Linked DNA regions of Gossypium hirsutum: region 1 is linked to region 2. A link is a contact called in public Hi-C data. All regions are on one chromosome and are shown on one strand. Each heading gives the region's core, a stretch centred on a gene start, on an enhancer-like site or on the middle of the called end of the contact. The rest is flanking DNA. Distances are from core to core; before and after follow the strand shown.

Evidence for each region. A called contact is a pair of places that touch in the nucleus more often than the background predicts.
Region 1: a Hi-C map of leaf shows a contact between it and region 2, with 1.9 times the contacts expected there. The contact joins the promoter of LOC107903733 here to the promoter of LOC107914853 in region 2. A contact is called at or near these places in 5 of 34 Hi-C or Micro-C datasets (callus and leaf).

What each region holds. Positions count from the first base shown.
Region 1 is chrA01:82,174,109-82,179,743 of Gossypium_hirsutum_v2.1, reverse strand. LOC107903733 (putative receptor-like protein kinase At4g00960) reads right to left here and starts at 3,809. Exons shown (of 6, transcript XM_016829878.2): 1 at 3,143-3,809; 2 at 2,895-3,034; 3 at 2,095-2,305; 4 at 778-1,012; 5 at 502-652; 6 at 1-68. The coding sequence starts at 3,200. LOC107949549 (a long non-coding RNA gene) reads right to left here. Exons shown (of 6, transcript XR_005925386.1): 6 at 5,453-5,635.
Region 2 is chrA01:81,323,892-81,329,737 of Gossypium_hirsutum_v2.1, reverse strand. It overlaps LOC107914853 (myosin-binding protein 2), which reads right to left and starts at 4,397. Exons shown (of 4, transcript XM_016843903.2): 1 at 2,535-4,397; 2 at 2,318-2,446; 3 at 804-2,229; 4 at 136-720. The coding sequence starts at 3,852. The coding sequence ends at 839.

The DNA of each region.
Region 1 (5,635 bases), core at 2,560-5,059, 850 kb before region 2:
ACTGCTGATGAGGCTAAGACAGGGTCCATGAACTCCAAGCTTTTACCTTTCTTGTAAAGCTTATATGCCTGCGATCACAAGAACCCAGAGATGCCAGTTACTAATCCATTCTCTCTAAACTTTGACTTTGACTTTTCATTTTCATAGAGTTAATGTTTGAATCTTCTTGGCAATTAAAGCTTGTCTTTATGTTTATTGGTTTGAACAAGATGGATGATGATTCCTATTTCAAACATGAGGTGGGGTCTTTATATACCTAACTTAAAATGAGTCATGAAGATGACGTAAAGGTTAAATAGGCACAATCCGGTTTCCACTAGGAGATCCTTAAAAGTCCACATGACAGCAGACATACACGTTGCAAATGACCAAATGAGAGATTGGGAAAAGACAACTCTAGTGCACGTGATCTTACAAGACACAAACACACAAGAATAGACAACCATGAACATTAAAAAGCTCTCATTTGAAAGAATGATCTGATCGTAATATTTTTCTTACCCATTCAAGCAGACTATGAGCATCCACATCTAAGTTGAAGGATGAGTTTCTCTGGCCACTTATCAGCTCCAGAACCACAACCCCAAAGCTGAACACATCTGCCTTCACTGAAAGACGTCCGTTCATCACATACTCCGGTGCCATATATCCACTGTTACAAAAATTTCATAGATAAAACTCTGTTAAAACAAAACTCTGGGACAAAGGGACAGGCATCATGAAATTCCCGCAATAACTTGTCATATTATTGATTAAAGAGGATGCTAGATAACATACTTTGTGCCAGCTACACGGGTGTTGACATGTGTTTGATCCTCGGGGAAGAGGCGAGCCATGCCAAAATCAGCAATTTTGGGGACCCATTTATCATCAAGTAATATGTTACCTGCTTTGATATCCCGGTGAATGATGCGATTGTGCGAGTCTTCATGAAGGTAGAGCAAACCCCGTGCAACACCTGAAATTATTTCATACCTCCGCTTCCAATCAAGCTCTGTTTTTCTATTTGATTCTGCATGAAAAAGATCACCATAAAAGCCAATTGATTAATTCTATTTCCAACCATGAAAAATCGATGAAACATCTATCCTGTTATTTGTTTATGATCTTTTATTACAATTAACTTACTTGTTAAAAACTGGTTCCACCAAGAGCCCCCTAGTTTGTGCTATAATTGGCCATCAGATTACCGTGAGTATTAATCCAAATTCATATTATACAGTCGGTCAAATCTAATGAAACAGCTTCGGAGGAAATTAACAAAACCCATTTTAGATTTTAGATAGAATAAAAAATTCTACAAATCTTGGTAGGCATTTATTTGTCTACACTAAGTGCATAACATCTGGAGGTTAGAAACCAACACCGCGAAATCAAGATTTGTACTTTGAGGCTAGAGATACAATAGACTGTGCTAGAAATAAATAAATTTATATATATGAAATAATAAAACAATAATAGATCAAGCATATGTGCTGAAAAAAGAGAGGTGGGGAAATTAAAGCAGCACCTCAAGGTTAAATCCTTGATGAAATCCACCCACATTTTTTTTCAAATAACTTCACAGGACCTCTTACAAATCAGCCTACTATTCCTTCTCATCATCTTTCCGCTAATATACGAATGGCGTTTTTCCCGACATGGATCCTTTTACTAGTTAACGATAAATAATGTGATAATTATTTGTCAGTTTCAACCACAAAATCTTGAAATTAAGTTTCACGTAAGAGAGTCTAGAACTAGAAGAAGTATCTTTGATCTCAATATCTAAGATCATATATAAATGCTTTTGCATGTCCATAATGGGTTTGAATTTCAATTACAGTGGACTTAACAATTACAATCAGGCGCAGTCTATATGTTACGAATAAGTTAAAATTTCAGACTCCAACTTAGAGGTCTCAAATTCAAGTACAAAAATGGGAGGGGTGGTTTTAATGGCATGGGAGAGGATTGACTCATAGTGGTGTAGCCCAAGATCTTAATCTTTAAAGACAAAGGAATCACTCAATTATATACTCTATTCTGGTCATTATAATCTGCCATGAAGCATAGTGTGCAAATGGTAGAAGCAAAGAAGTTAGTGCAACTTACTGAAAAGAAGCTTGTCTAGACTCTCATTAGTGACGTACTCATATACCAAAAGCTTTTCTGCTCCATGTACACAGTAACCTAGAAGATTCACAACATTGCGATGCTGAACACGAGCTAGCAACCTAGCCTCATTCTCAAACTCCTTTTTACCCTGTCTTGAGCTATGAGATAGCTTCTTCACTGCAACTTCTCTTCCATCATCTAGTTTCCCCTATAAATTAAGGAAAAGTCTTTAAGTTAGAGAAATTCCTTACTGTCTAGGTTGATGAACAAGAGAAATCATCATTTTGAAACCAGAAAACAAGAGCAACATGATTGTAAAGCTTGCTGAAAGATCTGATAACTAGAAAACCAAGGCAGGCTTATTGAATCGACTGAACTAACAAAAACATTCTAGTTTCTAGTGCAACATCAATTAATAAATTGATATGCTTTGCCTCTTTTTCTTAGCATCTAAAGGGGGAAACGGCTAAATGGTTTGACAGGGTTAAGAGGACAGTTGGTTCGATTTTGATCAAAGCTAATAGTCAGAGATGGGATCCTAAAGTAGTCTTGGCCTTTTAGGACAAGGCATTTTCATTATTTGCTGTTCATTATATTGTTCAGCTGCGAAAGTTGAAACTTCGAATACCTAGGAAAGTAGAATCTTTCTTTTTCCTTCAAAAAGAATCTGCAGCAATCCTTTGTGTCATATCAATTACATTTTTTATGGAAACAAAAGAACCAGTCAATGAATCAAAAGATCAATAAAGTTCAAATTTGTAGGCAACCAAACAAGAGTTTGAGCAGGACGATCTTACCCTGTAGACAGGTCCAAAACCTCCTTCACCCAGCTTCTGATGTGGGTGGAAATCTTTGGTAGCAGCAACTAAAATCTCGAAAGGGAAATGCTTTTGCTCTTGTTGAGCTATTTTCTCCAAGTCATCTCTATTCCGCCTGTCTGAACAAAGACCACCGAAAAAAAATTCATCAAAACATGTAGAAAAGCATCATATTATTTTTCTTTCTTCGAAACTTTTCCGCATAAAAAATGGGTTTTTCATTTTACCTTTGCTTGAGATAAAAGGTTTGATTAGATTTAGAAAGAAATCCTTGGATTTGGTCATGGAAAGTCAGAAACCTGGTATAAACTAAATCATGAAATGAAAGAACTTTCTGAACTGAAATAGAAATAAAAAAGAAGAAAGAAATTCTAGGGAAAGATTGGAGCTTGAACAATTGGGAGAGAAAGAGGAAGGTAGAAGATTAGCTCGGGAACTTGAATGTTAAATTTGGCGTACTATATTTACTTGCTTTTGTTGAAGGTGGAAACAGAGAAATGTATACGGAAACGTAACGTGTTGACTAGCTGGTTGACACTTGACTATTTCTCTCCTCTTTCTTCTGTATTCAATTCATCTGCCCTTTTTTTACCTTCTTCTATAAGCTTTGCTTTCATTTGTAATTTGCAACTACTACAAAATCAATCACAATATACCTGCCGCTATTGTTCCCGCCGGTAACATCATTTCCCCCCATTTTTTAAAGATGAGAAAACGAGTCTCTCCCCAAATTTAATTTGCTTCCCCTGAGATTAAACACTTAGGTTATATAAATTTGTTCGGAATGGATTTCTGTTTCTTTCCTTTTGGTGAGTCAACTCGTTCTCTATCATCTTCTTCGATCTCCAATTCACTATTCAGCGGCCCGTCCGAGTCGCTGCACTGTTCTTGCATGAATTATTTACTGTCATTATTATTATTATTATTATTATTTGATCATTACTGTTATTATTTTTTTATAAAAAAAATCACCGTAAAGTCAACCTCATTTTATTGCATCATTACTGACAATCTTATAGATTTCTACAGGATAATCCATACTATCATTTTTTTGTTGAGGGAATACTATCATTATTTTTATTTGAAAGATTGAGGGTCGGTTTTTACATGAATAAAAAAATAATAATTACAGAAACAGGGCATGTAGTAATTTATTTATCTAAATTTAAGTGAATACTATTAGCCTTAAAAGTAACTCATTATTATTCAATTTCAAGTAAAATATATATATAATTTTAAGGGTGTGTTTGGTTCGCTGTATTGGATTAGAGGTGTATTGGATTGGAGGTGTATTGGATTAGAGGTGTATTGGATTAGAGGTGTAATAGCAAATCAACTGTTTGGTTGAATGTAATGGAATAGAGGCGTAATAGTAATCTTGTGTTTGGTTGAATGGAATAGAGGTGTAATAGCATAATGGAAAAAACTAAAATGACTAGAATACCCTTAGCATAAATTTGTTTTAGTAAATGATTATTGTTATTGTTATTTAAATTTTAATAAGATTATTATTATCAATAATAAATATTTTAATCATATTTAAACATAATTATTATTAAATCTATTTTAATTAAAATATATAATTTAATAAAATTCTTAATAATTAGCAGAAATTTGTTTTGGTAAATTATTATTGTTATTGTTATTTAAATTTTAATAAGATTATTAATATCAATAATAAATAATTTAATCATATTTAAACATAATTATTATTAAATATATTATAATTAAAATATATAATTTAATAAAATTCTTAATAATTAATATTCTTATATGAATTTACTCAAATCATAATATAGATAATTTAACATAATTATTATTAAATATATTATAATTAAAATATATAATTTAATAAAATTCTTAATAATCAATATTCTTATATGAATTTACTAAAATCATAATATATGATACTATAAAATATAATTTGAAATAATTAATATTAAAAATATTTCCACAAGTATATTATGAATAAAAGCATAATCATTAATGTAATTCACAAAGGCTTTTACTTAAGAATATGGATCATGTATAAGAATGTACCATAGGAATTCTCTTTTGTTTCAAAAAAAAAAAACTTCACATATCATTAGAAAAAAACTTAATATTAAATATTCTTATATGAATTTTTTAAAATCATAATATATAATACTATAAAATATAATTTAACATAATTATTATTAAATATAATTTAAAAAATATATATAATTTAATAAAATTCTTAATATTAAATATTCTTATATGAATTTAATAAAATCATAATATATAATACTATATAATATAATTTAAAATAATTATTATTAAATATAATTTAATAAAAATATATAATTTAATAAAATTCTTAATATTAAATATTCTTATATGAATTTAATAAAATCATAATATATAATACTATATAATATAGATTAATAATGTAGATACTTGCTAAGAAAACATGGATTAAACAAATGTCATGCATAGGCTTCTTCCAAAAAATTTTCTATGAACAATCATATAGGCATAAAGCAACCATAGTAAACTATGAAAAAAAAAGATCTATATGTTATCAAGCAGCAAATCTGTGTTTGTAATTACTAATATGTATTCAAAATAATAATGTATTTTCCATTTGTCAAAATTTGTGGTAAAGATCTAAGTTCTGCTCTAACACCTCCACCTCCACCTGAAACTCAAATCTTTCTTCTTTTTCCAACCCTCTAAACCCCACCCCACTATAAAGATTA
Region 2 (5,846 bases), core at 3,148-5,647:
TAATATTAAATATTTCACAGTTATTTTACACTTTCTTTTGTTCTTTACATCTACCTGTCAACCTCTGCCATGTCAATTGGAGGTTTAAAACATGTACTAAAAAACACAAGAAAACAGAACAGCTCCAAAACAATATAAACAAACACTCACTTTATATGTACTTACAAATCGATGCATGTAGTTTACAAGTAACTCAAATCTGCACCCTATAAAGACCCACCAGAAGAAAATGATGCAAAATATGAGAAGGAAAATGGGGTTACTTACCCCTTTCTTTCCCTTCCCTAACAAGATTATAAATAAATATAAAAAAACATGACAAAAAAGAGCTTCCCAGTTCTATCTGTCTGAATAAACTATTGCTATGAATCTTGCACAGGAGTTTTGTTCGATGGATCATACATTCCAGCTCTGCAGGCCAGCAAGTTTCTCACAACATACAAAAATGACAGATTGACTTTTAGACTTCATTTTTAACAGATACATTCACCTCCCCCCCCCCCCTTCAAAAAGGTGATGACTAGTTTGAAAACCCACAAAAAATTTGGGATTACTTGGACCCTAGAACCTCCAAAATGACCATACCAATTGTTGAATATATGGAACTGTGCCGCCTGTATTGTTGGTCATCGCCCAAGTTGGTGTTTTTCTTTTCTTTTTTCTTTTCTAATACTAGATTTGTAGTGGTTAAGCAACTCCAATTGAGCATTCTGCAATTAACTTAAAGAACAACAAAGAATAAACAACCATTACTTGTAACTTCACTATGATATGGATCCAAAGAACTGTAGATTGTGATATACCGATTAGATTTCCGAGTGTGTTCTGAAAAATGCAACTATATAGCAGCATTCCCATTACTCCTTACTCGAAGTTCGACACTCCTCAAATCGCGAAGATTTTGTAAAATCTCTTGAAGTAGATAGATCCCTTTATCTCCTTTCCTCAAGGAGCTGATACAATGTTTTAGAAACTCCCTATCTGCCTCGAGTGCTTGTAATCTTTCATAAACATGGTCCACTTCTTCCTCTATTGTGATCATTTTGTTCTCGAGTTCAGGTATCGTATGTTGCAAGGCAACAGAATCAAAACCGTTTTCATGTCCATTCAGTATCTTTTCTTCAGTTTCTGCATCGGTGGCATCAAAAAGTGGGAGAAGTCTCTTTGCCTTGGTAGCCATGGGAATTATTTTGTCTTGGTGATGCTTCCCATTCACTCCCTTGAAATGACCATTGGCAACCCCATTTGTTTCATGGCTGAAATTATGAATCTCATGGAAGCCATTACCATTGTCTTCGTACAAATACTCAACTGATTTTATATCCTCAAAATGTTGTTGTTCCTCTTCATCATTCAATGAAATCAATTGCTCTTCCAAGACCTTCAGTTGCTCTAGAATGGATAGCCTCTCCTCCTCGAAGTTAGCCAATGATTCCTCTACATACAAAACTGCATCAGCAGGGGTATTCTGGTTAACATCCTCTCGAATTTGATGGTTCTCGAAGCTATCTTCTTCCTTTGATTCATGATTCAAATCAACTGATACTCCATCACTGTCCTCAGCATTACTGCAAGACGCAGAACTTGCGCTTCGAATGCTGTCATCTTTCCTTCTTCTCAGCATCATCATTCTCTCTTTGGCCTCATGATCCTGCACCTTCTTGCGATATATCTCAAGTTCCTTTTCGAGCTCTGCCTTCTCTTTCTCCCTCTTGACCATAAGCTCATTCAGAATCTGCAAGGCTTCCTGGTCATACTCGGACTGTTCTTCCATCATCCTCTGGTACTGCACCGCTTCCATCTGCATTGCTGCTTTCTCTTCTTGAAGCCTATTTATCATTGCCATTGTTTGATTTGCAGCCACCGCAGAAGCACTCCTCTCTTCCTCAAGCTCTCTATACAATGCATTTAAAGCTTTCCTTTCAGTTTTTAATTCTGATTTCAACTTGTCAACAGTCAGTACCCCATCACCACCCTCAATGTCACTGAAAACACTTCCATCCAAGGAATCTTCGGTTCCGGATTCTTTTCTGTCAAGCAATAACAATTTCTTGTGCAACAGATGGAGACTGTCAATGGAAGTTGGTGTATCCGGAACTTTATCTTCCTCAATATCATTAAGCTCTGAAGATAATGATAGATGGTTTTTCATTGGTTGGTCACTAGTCTCACTCTCAAATGTTGCAGTTTTCAGCTGCTGCATTGTTTCTTCCTCAACATCCTTGGAGCCTAATGTAAAGGAATCCAAGATTAACAACACCTCAATAAACAAAATTCTTAAATTAAAAGACATTTTAAATTTGGAATTAAGGTTTACCACGATCAGCATCTGCATGTAATTCAGAACTGGTTGAGGGATCTCCTTGTGTGCATTCATATAAATGTTGCATTTGAATATCTTCAATTGTTTCCTTAAATTGCACAACATCTGTCCCTATTGATATTGCTGAAGAAATTGCAAAAAACTTTAGTCTTTAATAGTTCAATAATAGGCATTTGGTAAAAAAATATATCAAATTGGATTAAGCAAGTACCTTGATTAACATCTAAATTGATTTCCTCTTCTCTTGTTGTGGCGTTTGGTTGCACATCATCAGCCTCATTCAAGGGGGGCATATTTGCTTGAGTGGTAGCAACATGTTGATCATCTTCCTTCTCCATCAAATCTTGCTCCACTGCAGGAGTTGAAAAGCCCTCCTTGCCATTAGGCTCCATTGGTTCATCCACTACATCAATGGTTTCCTCTTTACTCACATGGGGTGAAAGGGGTGTCACTTTCTCCGCTGAACTGCAACCATTCTCCACAACCAACTCCACTGGTGTCCCAGGTTGCTGCAAATCAAAGTCCAAAATAACATCTCCTGTACCAGCAACATCTTCATCTTCCTCTGTGAACTTGTATATTTTTTGGCTTCTCATAGCAGTAGAATCCATCAATTCAACTGGAATCAAATGGCAGTCATCCCCCCCGATGTAAAACTCCAGATGCTTGTTCAGAATTTCAGGAGACTCCTCTTTGGCACAAGCGACTTGAGTTAACCCCTGGTCAGCCATTGACACAGTTAAGTCTCCTTCATCCACTGATGATTGATCTTTCTCTATAACCACATCGGCTTCATCTCCATTAGCAGCCACTTGGTTGCAATCAAAACTAGAAACAAAATATGAAAACTCCTCTTTTTCCACTTCCTTTTGTTCAATACCTTCATCATCAGAAATGATGCCAACTCTCTTGTTTTCTTCAATCATCTGTTCATCTTTATGATCATCAGCCACAAAATCTGATCTGATTCCATCTGAAGCATTACCCTCATCTGCAATAATGCCCTCAACTTTTTCTCCACCTTCAGTGATTAAATTTCCTTCCTGGGGATAATCCAAAACCTCCCAGGAAGGTTTAATCATGAAACAAGGAAGATTCCACTTTTTCTCCACCATGACACCACAACAAGAACACTTGAAATCCTCATCGCCGTTTTCCATCACTTCATCACCACCATTTTCCGACGGCGACGAGGACAAGCAATCCTCACACATATCTCGAGATTCAGAGAGTTTTCGATGATTTGAACAAAAACCCAATTTAGAAATCTCATTGGCATGGCCATCACACACAAGATCTCTATATGATTTGTTGTACTTTGATGGCTCAAAGATATGATCAAGCCTAGAACACCAAAGGCAGGGCCTTTTAAGACCAAAGTAATCAGCAAACTTGATGATCAGGTAAGAAAACAGTGAATTCAAAAGGAGGAGAACGATCAGAATCCATTCTAGTAAGACGTAGACAAGAATAAGAGTGATCCTATTAGTGTTTTTATGCAACATGGTAGCAAATTTGTTGGCTGCCATTAATGATGCTCTGTGTTTTCTGCTGTGTACAGAGAGGAGAAAAGGGACAAAACAGAAACAAAAAAGAGAGAAGAAGTTGTTAGATAAGAAGAAGACGAAAGAGCTTAAGATAAAAAGAGTTATGGAGAATGAAAAAGAAGTGAAATTGAAATGGTTTTTCAATAAGGGAGAGAAGAATCTGAAAGTCTAAAGAAATGGGTATTATATTTTTTCAGACTTGGAAATCATAAAAGGCGGTTTTGAATAGGAAAGTGACAGCCAAAGAAGACTGAAACCCTGAGGAAAATCAATTCATAGAAAACATTTTCCACAAAAACAAAAATAAAAACTAAAAAACATTGAAAAAGGTTTGAGTCAGATTAAATAAAGGAATTTATTTTCCTTGGTTCTTTTTTTGACAGAATTAAGCAACTATTGGAATCTTAAACAACTAAACTGACATTTGTTTTAAGTGATAAATTTTCATTTAGCTTAAACTTAAGGTGGATGCCAATGGATTAATTGAAGGGGTAGAGGTAGCCAGCTATGGCAGCCCCCACCCTTACAGTCCCTCCAGTCTGGTGTTGTTTTGTTTGGGACAAAGAAAATGGGAGGCCCCACCAACCTTACCAATGGGTTGGTGGAGACCACTGTCAAAGTTAAAAGTGGGCTCCATTTAGGACAGGTTGCTGCTGCTTCATGTTCTTCCTGCTCCTTTTAACTCTGTTTTTCATGGACACTATTTATCCTTTTTATCTCTGCCATCCTATTCCTTTGTGTGAGAAAAGAAATACACTCTTGAATTTCTGTTTCTAGCTTTGGATTCCTTATACTTGCTCTTTTTTTCTTTTTGTTTCTTTTTTTTTCAAAATTTACAAGTATATTTACCAATACTGCTATATACTAGATATTTTATCAACTACAGATGAATAATAAAAGTAAAATGCATAAAAATATTAAAATAAAAACACTAAATGACCTTACAACCTATAATAAAATTAAGTTATTTTGATTCTCAACCTTCTGATTATCTTATTATTTTTCACATTCTCAAATATTATAAAAATATCATAATATAGCATATAATCTTATTACCATGTATTCTTGAGGTATTAAATTATAGGCGTAAACTTAAATTTTGAATTAATTTAATATTTATTTTTATTATTTTAATCAATTTAATTTTTTAATCTCAAATAAAATTTAGTTATAACTAAAAAAACTTCTAACCATAAAAAAAATTCTCTCTTTTTGTTAACAGTAAATTTCATACTTTTTCATGGATTATTATAATTATAATTATAATTTATAATTTTTCAACATTATATATTTAATTATTAGTAATTAATTTGTAATAAAAATAAGAATTAGAATAATTTAACATAATCTTATGAAAATTGAGATTAAAATATAATAAAAAAACTAAACTTATTTTTATAACAAGAAAATTTTAATAAAATATGCTTTTAAATAACCTTATATGTCTATAAAGAAATATTTGAATATTATTTTCCATCTAAATACATTAAATAAAGTAGTGTAATATATTCAACATTTCATCCTATGCATAATTTCTTTTTTACGAATGCGAACTAAATTTTACAATATGATTTTGTTTTCCAAAGGTTGTTATCCAAACTCTTAACTGATCATTTAATTTAACAATTGAGGAATGTATTTTTATGTTAAGAAATCAGGCATGAATATCGAAAAGAGAAATAGTAATAAAAATCATGTGATTTATTTGTAGATTATTTTATTCTCAATTTCAGTTACCGTAATACGAATTTTAGAAACTTCCAATATAGATAAGAAAATGATCTGGATTTCAATAAAATAATGAATTAAAAAATAATAAATGTTTATTTACTAAATTATTATTATAAATTAGGATACTTATTTAAATAAAATTATCAATATTTATTTACAAATTTTTCATATTTTTTATTTAATTTGATTATGTTGATTATGCATGATAATACATTAAATATTACTTTTCAGGACAGTAACTTCAC